Linked DNA regions of Mus musculus: all the other regions are linked to region 2. The links are chromatin contacts, called in public ChIA-PET and HiChIP or PLAC-seq maps. All regions are on one chromosome and are shown on one strand. The core of a region is the stretch at or near the end of the contact, and the rest is flanking DNA. Distances in the headings are between cores, read along the strand shown. Region 1 overlaps Dennd1b (DENN/MADD domain containing 1B). Region 2 holds the start of 2310009B15Rik (RIKEN cDNA 2310009B15 gene). Region 3 overlaps Dennd1b (DENN/MADD domain containing 1B).

What was found. ChIA-PET counts read pairs in DNA pulled down with a chosen protein or histone mark. HiChIP or PLAC-seq counts read pairs in DNA pulled down with a chosen protein or histone mark.
Region 1: an RNA polymerase II ChIA-PET map of memory CD8 T cells shows a contact between it and region 2, with 81 read pairs. The contact joins the enhancer-like site here to the promoter of 2310009B15Rik in region 2. A contact is called at or near these places in 14 of 39 promoter capture datasets (the C10 cell line, the HPC-7 cell line, HPC-7-derived erythroid cells and 9 more), 1 of 15 datasets of contacts at CTCF or cohesin (CD8 T cells), 2 of 484 Hi-C or Micro-C datasets (the G1E-ER4 cell line and bone marrow-derived macrophages), 9 of 115 datasets of contacts at active chromatin or transcription factors (CD8 T cells, the HPC-7 cell line, bone marrow-derived macrophages and 6 more) and 4 of 9 other capture datasets (adipose tissue, embryonic stem cells, liver and 1 more).
Region 3: an H3K27ac HiChIP or PLAC-seq map of extraembryonic endoderm stem cells shows a contact between it and region 2. The contact joins the enhancer-like site here to the promoter of 2310009B15Rik in region 2. A contact is called at or near these places in 13 of 39 promoter capture datasets (the 3T3-L1 cell line, the C10 cell line, the HPC-7 cell line and 9 more), 1 of 484 Hi-C or Micro-C datasets (bone marrow-derived macrophages), 19 of 115 datasets of contacts at active chromatin or transcription factors (the 230-238 cell line, the NIH/3T3 cell line, T-cell acute lymphoblastic leukemia and 13 more) and 5 of 9 other capture datasets (adipose tissue, embryonic stem cells, liver and 2 more).

The regions. Positions count from the first base shown.
Region 1 is chr1:139,035,217-139,037,945 of GRCm38.p6, forward strand. All of the region lies in intron 3 of Dennd1b (DENN/MADD domain containing 1B), which reads left to right. Among named protein-coding and RNA genes, the nearest start is that of 4930596I21Rik, 59 kb to the left of the region's middle. Within about 2 kb of position 1,300, at least 48 of the 459 cell types and tissues checked have an H3K27ac peak or open chromatin away from gene starts, as enhancers often do. A contact at or near this core is called in CD8 T cells, the G1E-ER4 cell line, the HPC-7 cell line and 2 more, where this site is marked.
Region 2 is chr1:138,855,174-138,858,253 of GRCm38.p6, forward strand. 2310009B15Rik (RIKEN cDNA 2310009B15 gene) reads right to left here and starts at 1,681. Exons shown (of 3, transcript NM_001081226.1): 1 at 1,408-1,681. The coding sequence starts at 1,644.
Region 3 is chr1:139,106,199-139,109,096 of GRCm38.p6, forward strand. All of the region lies in intron 13 of Dennd1b (DENN/MADD domain containing 1B), which reads left to right. Among named protein-coding and RNA genes, the nearest start is that of Gm41960, 60 kb to the right of the region's middle. Within about 2 kb of position 1,528, at least 5 of the 459 cell types and tissues checked have an H3K27ac peak or open chromatin away from gene starts, as enhancers often do. A contact at or near this core is called in extraembryonic endoderm stem cells, where this site is marked.

The DNA.
Region 1 (2,729 bases), core at 50-2,549, 180 kb after region 2:
CATTGTAATTTGGGGAGGAATGGCTTTATTTTATCTTATAGCATGCAGTCCTTCATAAAGGTACATCAGGACAGCAGCAGCAACCTGGAGGTGCATCGAAACAGGAACCACTCAGGAGTGCTGCTCATCGGCTCCCTCGCTTGCCTTATTTAGCCCAGATCCACCTCCCTGCCCCTGGGTGGCACTATGAACAGTGGACTGATTCTTCCCTTCTCAGTCGTTAATGGAGAAAACATCCCACAGACTTGTCTACAGGCCAAGCTTATAGAGGCATTTTCTCAGTTCTGGTTCCCTTTTCCAGTTGTCCTGAGTTTGTGTCAAGTTGACACAATCTTACCAGCATGTCTCTTCTCAATACATTCCACACATCTCCTCACTGACTGCATCTGCCTCATGGACGTACTGAAGTCTCATAATGATGATTTATTGCGAAGTCAATTAGGCTAATAATCTAAACTATATTAATATAAAAACACACAGATCTGTCACTTAAGGATGGGTAAAGATGAGTTTTATTTCTAACTAAAAACACAAAACAATATCTGATCAGGCTTAGTCTGTTTTTGCCCCTAGTCTCTCAAGTTTTCAATAGACTCTGAGTTTAAAACATTTCTTAAAGGATATGATATTTAAACCAGCTCACTGTCATTTTCTATACCCTCTCTGGCAATAAGGTGTGTCCCTGATTCAGTCACCACATGTTGTGTGCCTGTCTTCCCTTAGAAGATGGGGTGTGGAATGTGTCTGGCAGTCTCCCTGGCACTTTCCTCAGATGCCCTGTCACATCTCAGTGCTCATTGTGGGTCTCTAGCTCAGTTCTCTTACTCAAAGTTCTGTGGCTGAGCTGTAGGTTATTTTATTGTTGTTGTAGAGTTTATAGACCCCTCTTATAAAGTACAGTTAGATAGAATGATTGTTATTACTACATATTTACTTGAAATTATATTCAAATATTATCTTTAGAAAACCATGCCCTTTTTTGAAAACTTTGAATTAAAATTGCCAAATAGAACTTATTTTGTTGTAAAAGTGATTTTGGACATTTTTTTCCATAAATTACAATTATGGATATTGAGAAATATCCTCATATAATAGTATTTATGTTTATATTAAGAACTTTAATGCAAATTTATTATTTGATACTGTTATTGTGCAGAGCCTTACAAACATAAGTTTACTGAAATTTCCTGTGTGACGATCATTTGAAAGCTAGTGAGACTGAATTCTGGTGCTTCCATGCATGTCTGTGGCAAGGCTGGTAGGTAACCACTTCCTTCCATGGTTAGTTCAGGAAGGGGTTGTTGGTCTAGTAAGCTCTAGAAAAGTGAGTGTAGAGAAGTTTTTTCCTCTGGATGCTGGACACTGCTGCTGTGTCCTTGTGAGATGTACTGAAAGCTCATGGCTCATTCTACAAGCACATGGAAAGGACCAAAGCCAGTGTGCTTAGTAGAGTAAACCAGGAGAGAAGATTCCTGGTTCCTGGAGGGTGCTGTTGAGTTAAACAGTGCCTAGATAACCTGCCTTGTCTCTCTGCTCTGTGTGTTCAGCTGTTTGCTGTTATGTACCCTGTTGAACAGTGTTCTAGGATCAATTACAGTTTTAATCGGAGGAGCAGTGATTTCCACAGGAAGCCTTCAGGATTGGGCATTCTGACCCCCAGAAGAGGGGACCCAGGCACTCCAACCTGCAGCCTACCCAGTTGTGGGTGTTTCTGTCCTAGCTGAATGAAGTCTCAGAAGTGGCGGTTTGGAGGTTAACTATGGGGAGCAGGCATTGACTTAGTGGTTTTGGTGAATGATTGGTTATGTACGGGAGAGAGGAGGGGTCTAAATGATGCCACACTATTGGTTTGGGTATGTTTAGAGAGGATTCTATCACTGTCTATTTCAAGGGCTGTAACTCAGACAATTTCAACCTTAAAGAGTATAAATGTGAGAGGTTGGACTATTAAGAAAGTGATGTGTGAAAGAATATATGAATAATTGTAGACTTCATAAAAATGCCTAAGCTGTATGAAGTCATTTGTGTAGATCAGATTTGTTATGCAGAACAGGAAAAAGGGGAGTACGGAACTTCAGAGAGCACTACCGTTTGTTCCTGAGGAAGTGGTGGGGAAGTGGAAGTAGGTTACAGAAATGGTGACTTTCACCTTACAGCCTGTCCAAAGCAGATCTAGGGCTTCGTCGTGGACTTTAGAATATTTAAGAAACAGTAGTTTCTTAGCTGCTGTTTGAGCTTAGACTCTGCAGGGCAGCTTCCCTGGTGAGCAGACTGTCCATCTAACAGGGTGTTTTCTCTTTCACAGCAGTGGCTTCTTTACAAAGCTACAAGTGAGCTACATACTCAGTAAAGAAGTTTCCATGAATTATTTCCAATCACTAATATGATAGCTAGCTGTCTTATTTTGGAACTTGTACAGAATATCCATTATTGCCCGTGGTACTTTCCTCTGGATAATTTCGTATTCTAGTTCATTCTTTGGGTTATTTTTGTTTTTATCTTTGACATATGTTAGCAATTATCTTTATGTGAGAATAATATATTTTTATTAAAAATATTCTGAAACTAAACTTTTTCTTGGTTAATAAAATTTCTGTAGAAATAAAAATTTTCAGTAGCACAGGAAATGTATTTCGTGTTTATGGTGAGTAGTATGGCAAACCTATGAATACATATCTAGAAGTAACTCTATGTGAGTGTGTGTGTGTGTGTGTGTGTGTGTGTGTGTG
Region 2 (3,080 bases), core at 431-2,930:
TTGCTCTACATGTGGATGGCGTACCTCTAAGTTTGCTGACTGCCTACACACAATTTCTTCTCACTAAATGAGCCTTGGATAAAGATGGCAACGAAGATGAGGCAAGTTTGCTGACGCTTTGACTGGAGAGCAAGATGTCTATGGAAAGCAAGATAGCCAGTGCAGGAATGGGAGCACGATAAGGCGCTATCTCCCTTGAGGCATGGAAAAATACTGTCATTTGGGAGCTATATATACCAAGCATGTTTTTGGGTTTGCTTCTGGTCTCCTGGACAGTCACATGACCTGTGAAACCCCACTGATGAAAAGGTTGTGGGTTCCCCGGTGCAAATACTTGCCTTCCTTTTGCTATGTTGATCGAACCAATCTATACAGGCCACTGTTGTTTGCCTTGAAAAATGATAAGACTTCTGGGTTTTACAAACCATATTTGTATGGTGACTTGTGGAAACAAACTGCATGTGTTTGTTATACTTAAAATAAGAGCACAAGCAAGAACGGTCAAAGGCTGTCAATAATTTTTCGATAAATCTTTATTCACTTGCAACACATGAAGGGGTTAGACAGTGGATTTTTGGGACATACTACTCCCAAGGCTGAGTGTCAACTTTAGGAAACGTTCAAGGTTTGCCTCTGCCTGTGTCTCAAGCCAAACCAAATAAGTGGTCTTATCAAGTACTAGCCAAACACAGAGCTTAATACACAGATTTATTACAAGTCACTCTTACATCATTATAAAACTTAAAATATAAATAATGCTATCTTCAAACTATTGTATTCTAAAGTGTCAGGAAACTGAAGGGAGATAAGGTTAGATATTGGTGGTGACAAGCAATTGTCAAATCCATAAACCAGAAGAAAAGGTGATTTAAGAATGCCTAAGGAAAAATGCAAACTTGCCTGATTATAATTTCTTTCGCTCACTTGGACTGGAGGCAAAGGATGAGAGGACACGGGGCAAAAATGTAAAGCGTCTGTCTTATGTTTGCATTACTAAAGTCACTGGATGGCAGGCTGCTCGAGTTATCACGCACAGGCAACATGTCTGTACTACATACGTTCCCTGTAAGAGCTCAGTCCTACCCTCAGTTCCTCAGCACCCATTTCCCCCACACAACACACTCACACGCTGGAGGGCGCGCACACACACAAACCGAGACAAGCCTTTAGCTGGGACGCAGATCAAAAACCGAGCCTCGCGAGCCTCCCATCTCAGGGCAGACACCTCTCTGTCCGGAACGCAAAAGTGCGACCGGGTTTCTCGCAGGACCCTCTGAGCGGACGCCCCAGGCCGACCCGCCCCAGGCCGGAGGTCCAACACCTCCCGGCCGGGCCGCCTCGGGGTCGGGTGGCCGGGCGCGCGCAGGCGCAGAGGCCGCGCGCGGGGCAGGCTGGAGCGGGCCTCACCGCGCAGGCGGCCCGGTGCAGCTCGACGATGTGCCTCTCCGCTGCAGTTAACTCTCGGCTCGCTGGATGCCTTGGTTCTCCTTCGGGCGTTCCCCACGAGTCGGCCGCGGAGCCGCCGCGGGCTCCTTCGGAAGTCGAACCGAGGGTTGAGTTGAGCTGCTGTCGGAAACCTTCGGCCCGAGGCGGTGGCCTCCCAAGCGATACCCTCGCCAGCGTCCAGATCCCCTGGGCGGCCATGGCGCCGGCGCGGTGGGAGGCGGGGCCGGAGGTGGGGCGTGGGCAGGGGAGGCGGGGTCGGTCTAGGGGCGGGGCGAAGAGGGGAGGCGGAGCACTGTTCAGTGTAGACTGGGCTGCCTCTCAGTCTTCAGCTCCCTCCATCTGGGTCCTCTGCAAAGAAAATTATGCATATGAAGACTGGAAGAAGGTGCCTTCTTTACTCTTAAAGTCGCTACTATTTTTTTCTCAGATAAAGGACGAGCATTTTCATTTCCTATCAAGCTAGATCGTATTCTGCATAATCATACTTGTTTAAAAAAATAATAAGAAGGAAAGCACCTTCAGCCCATATAGAAAAGGCTGCGTATTTGCTGGTCATGTGTGACAGGAATGAAGCTGGAATCACAAGCTTGGTGATATGGTTCATTGGCTCACTCTAGAATGAAAATCAAGGAAAAGTCTCACACAAAGAGTGTAGTGAAGTTTTCACAAAACCAAACCTAAAATCCTGTCTGAGAAAGTGACACCCATACTCCTACAAAATTTAGGGAAATTAGCACGATCCCAAGAAACAATTTTATGTGTTCATTAAATTAACAGCACCCCCAGCCTTGGATGCCATAGCCTGAATTTCAAGAGTAGGCAGTGTTATTGAGTAGTTAGTGCTCTTTGGTGTAAAGAGCTATTGGCAGGAGTGAATCCTTAGCAAGAGTGGGTTAGTTGGACAGGAGAAAGTTGTCAAAGCCACCAAAGACAATTCAATTCCTTTTTACACTGATTTACCCTGCAACTCCGAAACCACAATTTGATGGTTTTGGGTTGTTGTTTTTTTTTTTTTTTTAAAGATTTATTTATTATTTTATGTAAGTACACTGTAGCTGTCTTCAGACACACCAGAAGAGGGAGTCAGATCTTGTTACGGATGGTTGTGAGCCACCATGTGGTTGCTGGGATTTGAACTCTGGACCTTCGGAAGAGCAGTCGGGTGCTCTTACCCACTGAGCCATCTCACCAGCCCTGTTTTTTTTTTTTTTAAGATTTATGTATTTATTTATTTTATGTATGTGAGTACACTGTTGTTCTCTTCAGACACACCACAAGAGGGCACTGGGTTCCATTTTAGATGGTTGTGAGCCACCACGTGGTTGCTGGGAATTGAACTCAGCACCTCTAGAAGTGCTCTTAACCACTAAGCCATCTGTCCAGCCCCCGATTTGATGTCCTTAATCACAGATGGAAACAACTCTATTGGTATATTGTAAAACTCAGTGAATTAATAAATTTGAATCCTGTGTTTAAATGTTCCTTTACATTGGAGTAGTATATTTGCCATTTGAAGACTACCTGATGTTCTGAGGGACTTTAAGGAAATCTGGAAAGATGGGACCAAAGTTAAATTCACCCAACATGATTATCATTAAACTTGAGAATTTAAGCATAGGTCATGTTCCTGTTCG
Region 3 (2,898 bases), core at 278-2,777, 250 kb after region 2:
CACATGAAATCTTAGTGATTATATTGCATGCATAAGACCTGTACATGATTAAGCCAGCCAGAATACCAGCACAAATCAGGTAAAATGTTCTGCAGTCCCATCTGGAACTGAGAAGCTATTGGTACTTGATGGCTTCCAGAGGAGGGAAAATACATTTTCTTCAGGGATGGGACCTCTGAGATGTCATGTATTCTATAATAGTTGGACCTGCATCTATGCATGTGTATACTGGCAGCATTACGTGGACTTGGTGGGTTGGTGTAGGGGAGGAGGGAAGAAGGGAGGGCAAAGACTACTCATGGTAGGCTAGATAGACCTGCAACTCTGCGTACACTGACAGTACTAAGTAGACTAGGTGGGATAGAGACAGAGGCAGTAGAGGTGGGGCCCAGAGACTACCCAAGCCACTACAGTAGGCGGACCTGCACCCACACAAGCACTGGCAGTAGGACCATAAAGTGGAGTCACTGTTGGAATTTACCAACCATATCCATTCTGACCCTTAGAAGGGGTTTTGGGTCAGATTTGGAGTTGTGAGTTACAGAAGTCCTCTGGTGCTATACACAGAGTTTAATGCTCATTCTAGTGAGAGTTCAGGAGACCAGAATACTAAGAACTGTATATGGTAAAGGCCAGGCTTTTGATAATTTTGAAGGGGAAAGAGGAATTTTATTAGGAATTGCTCTATAGGCCATTCATGTTGTGTTCTGCCAAAGAAGCTGGCTTATTTTACTAATGACCCACAAATTTGAATATGACTGAGTTCAAAATGTTGTCCTCCCACTCTTTTGGAATACAAATGTTTGCTGCATACAGTTACATGTATTTAACATAATTCATAGGGACTCACAGGTAAGAGATTGCCTTGGGACATAAAGAAGACTTTGGCCTTTTGGACAAAGTTGAAACTCACAAAAAGGAGTTGCATTGACTGAAGCTCACATTGGGAGGTACAGAGAACCTAATAGGGGAAGGTAGACTAGAAGGCTGTTTGACCGCCTGTTCTCTGGCTTATGGTGGTGTCTTATAATATTATAAGACTGAAAACCCGAGGAGGGGGACCAAACTAAAGGAAATAGATCCATTGGAGACAGATGTTTTGAGTTGTAGTCTTAGCAAGGCACCAGTTGAGTTTGTGTATTAATTTCTGGCCTGGCTTTCTCTGTCCTTACACCATTCTCTCTGTCCCTCCTCCTTCCCCTGCCCCTACTCCTCTCCTTCCCTTCTCCTCTCCTTCCCCTCCCCCTCTCCTTCTCCTTTCCCTCTCATTCCTTTCCTCTCCTCCTCCCTCTGTCTCTCTTTTGTTAATGATTTTTTTTCATACAATACATTTTGATTACACTTTCTCCTTTCCCAGTCCCCCTCAGATTCTCCCCAGCGACCCAATTCTTCACTCTTTCTTTGCCTTTAAAAAACAAACAAAAGCTCCATAAAAGCACAAATTGGAAATCATAATACACAAGCAGAAGACCAATAAGACCACCCCTCAGAAAGCCCAAGCATAGTACACGAGACAAACAAATCGTTAGAACGACCACGGAGTTTGTGCTATGTTGGCTGCTGACTGCTGAGCATAGAGCCTCTGGGTAGTATATCCAGGAGACCTCCACTGATGAAAACTAACTGTTCCTTTGCAAGTGGCTATCAGTTGCAAGTTTTTTTATTAGGGGTAGGAACCTGTCTTTCAGTTCTGGGACCCCATCTAGCTTTAATCTATGTGGGCTCTGTCTATGCTGCCACAGTCTTGAGTTTCATGTGTGCATCTGGGCTTCTGTGTCCTGAAGAAATCATTTTCTTCGAGTTTCCCTCTTAACTGTGACTCATTGTTATCAGCCACCTCACATTCCTGCTGCCAGGAAGCTACACTGCCACACCTCCTTCATCACAGTGATAACCTCTCTTTGGTTAAGTTATTTCAGTCAGGTACTACGTGACGATGACATTTAAAATAAGGGGTATGGGGGATATATAGTCTCAAGTACATTAGTGTTTTGGATTTTGTTATGTGTCTATTACCTACGACACACATAGCCTCTCTCTTACCACTTTCAGTCAGTGCCTGTAGCTCTCCCTGGAAAATATCCTATTTTCTTGACATCTGTACCCTAGACTCTATTGCATCTTAGGCTACAGTGAATCCAACTTACTAGCAATTTGTCTTTACTTTTTTCTGAGACCTTGGTGCAAGCCTCAATCCAATAATTTTTCCATTCTGTATGTTTGTATAATCAACACCACATGGTTGGCACCACTCCCACTTGCCTGTGTAAGATGTATCTGGGAATCTAGGAGCCAGCCATTGGTGCAGTCATCTCTGAATACCTGCATGACTTGATCCAGCAAAACAGATCCCTAGGTGTCTCTGAGCAGGATGCCCACGCAGTAGCACTCTGTGTTCAGGCACTCGGGTTTTGTTTTGTTTTGTTTTTGCAGACATTGTCCTTTTAGATGAAAGTATAAAAAACGAATTTGGAAAAAACAAAACAAAAAAAAAAATGAAGTTGGATCCTTTAACGGGTGAAGTCTTGTCCTCTACATCCCCTTGCTATAGTCTCTGATATCTAAAGTTCTCAAAGAATAAATTTTTAAAAACTTCTGCGAAATAAGTGTTTCTGAACTCCAGTTTCTTTCACTCATATATTCATTGATTCATTGACTATTTATTCTTCCAGTGTCAGTAGTTATGATGCTGGCTCTGGTAACGTGAATACAGTAGATACATCTTTAACAGGATTGTCTTTTTATTTTTTTTATTTTTTTTTTGCTTTCGTTTGTTTTGTTGCACCCTTAAATGAAGTTTTTATGGGAGTAGTAAGTATGGTCTACTTCATTTACCCAGAGATTATTTGTGTAAACCCATCCAGTTTGTATGCGTAAGATTCAGAAATCTTCTATAGC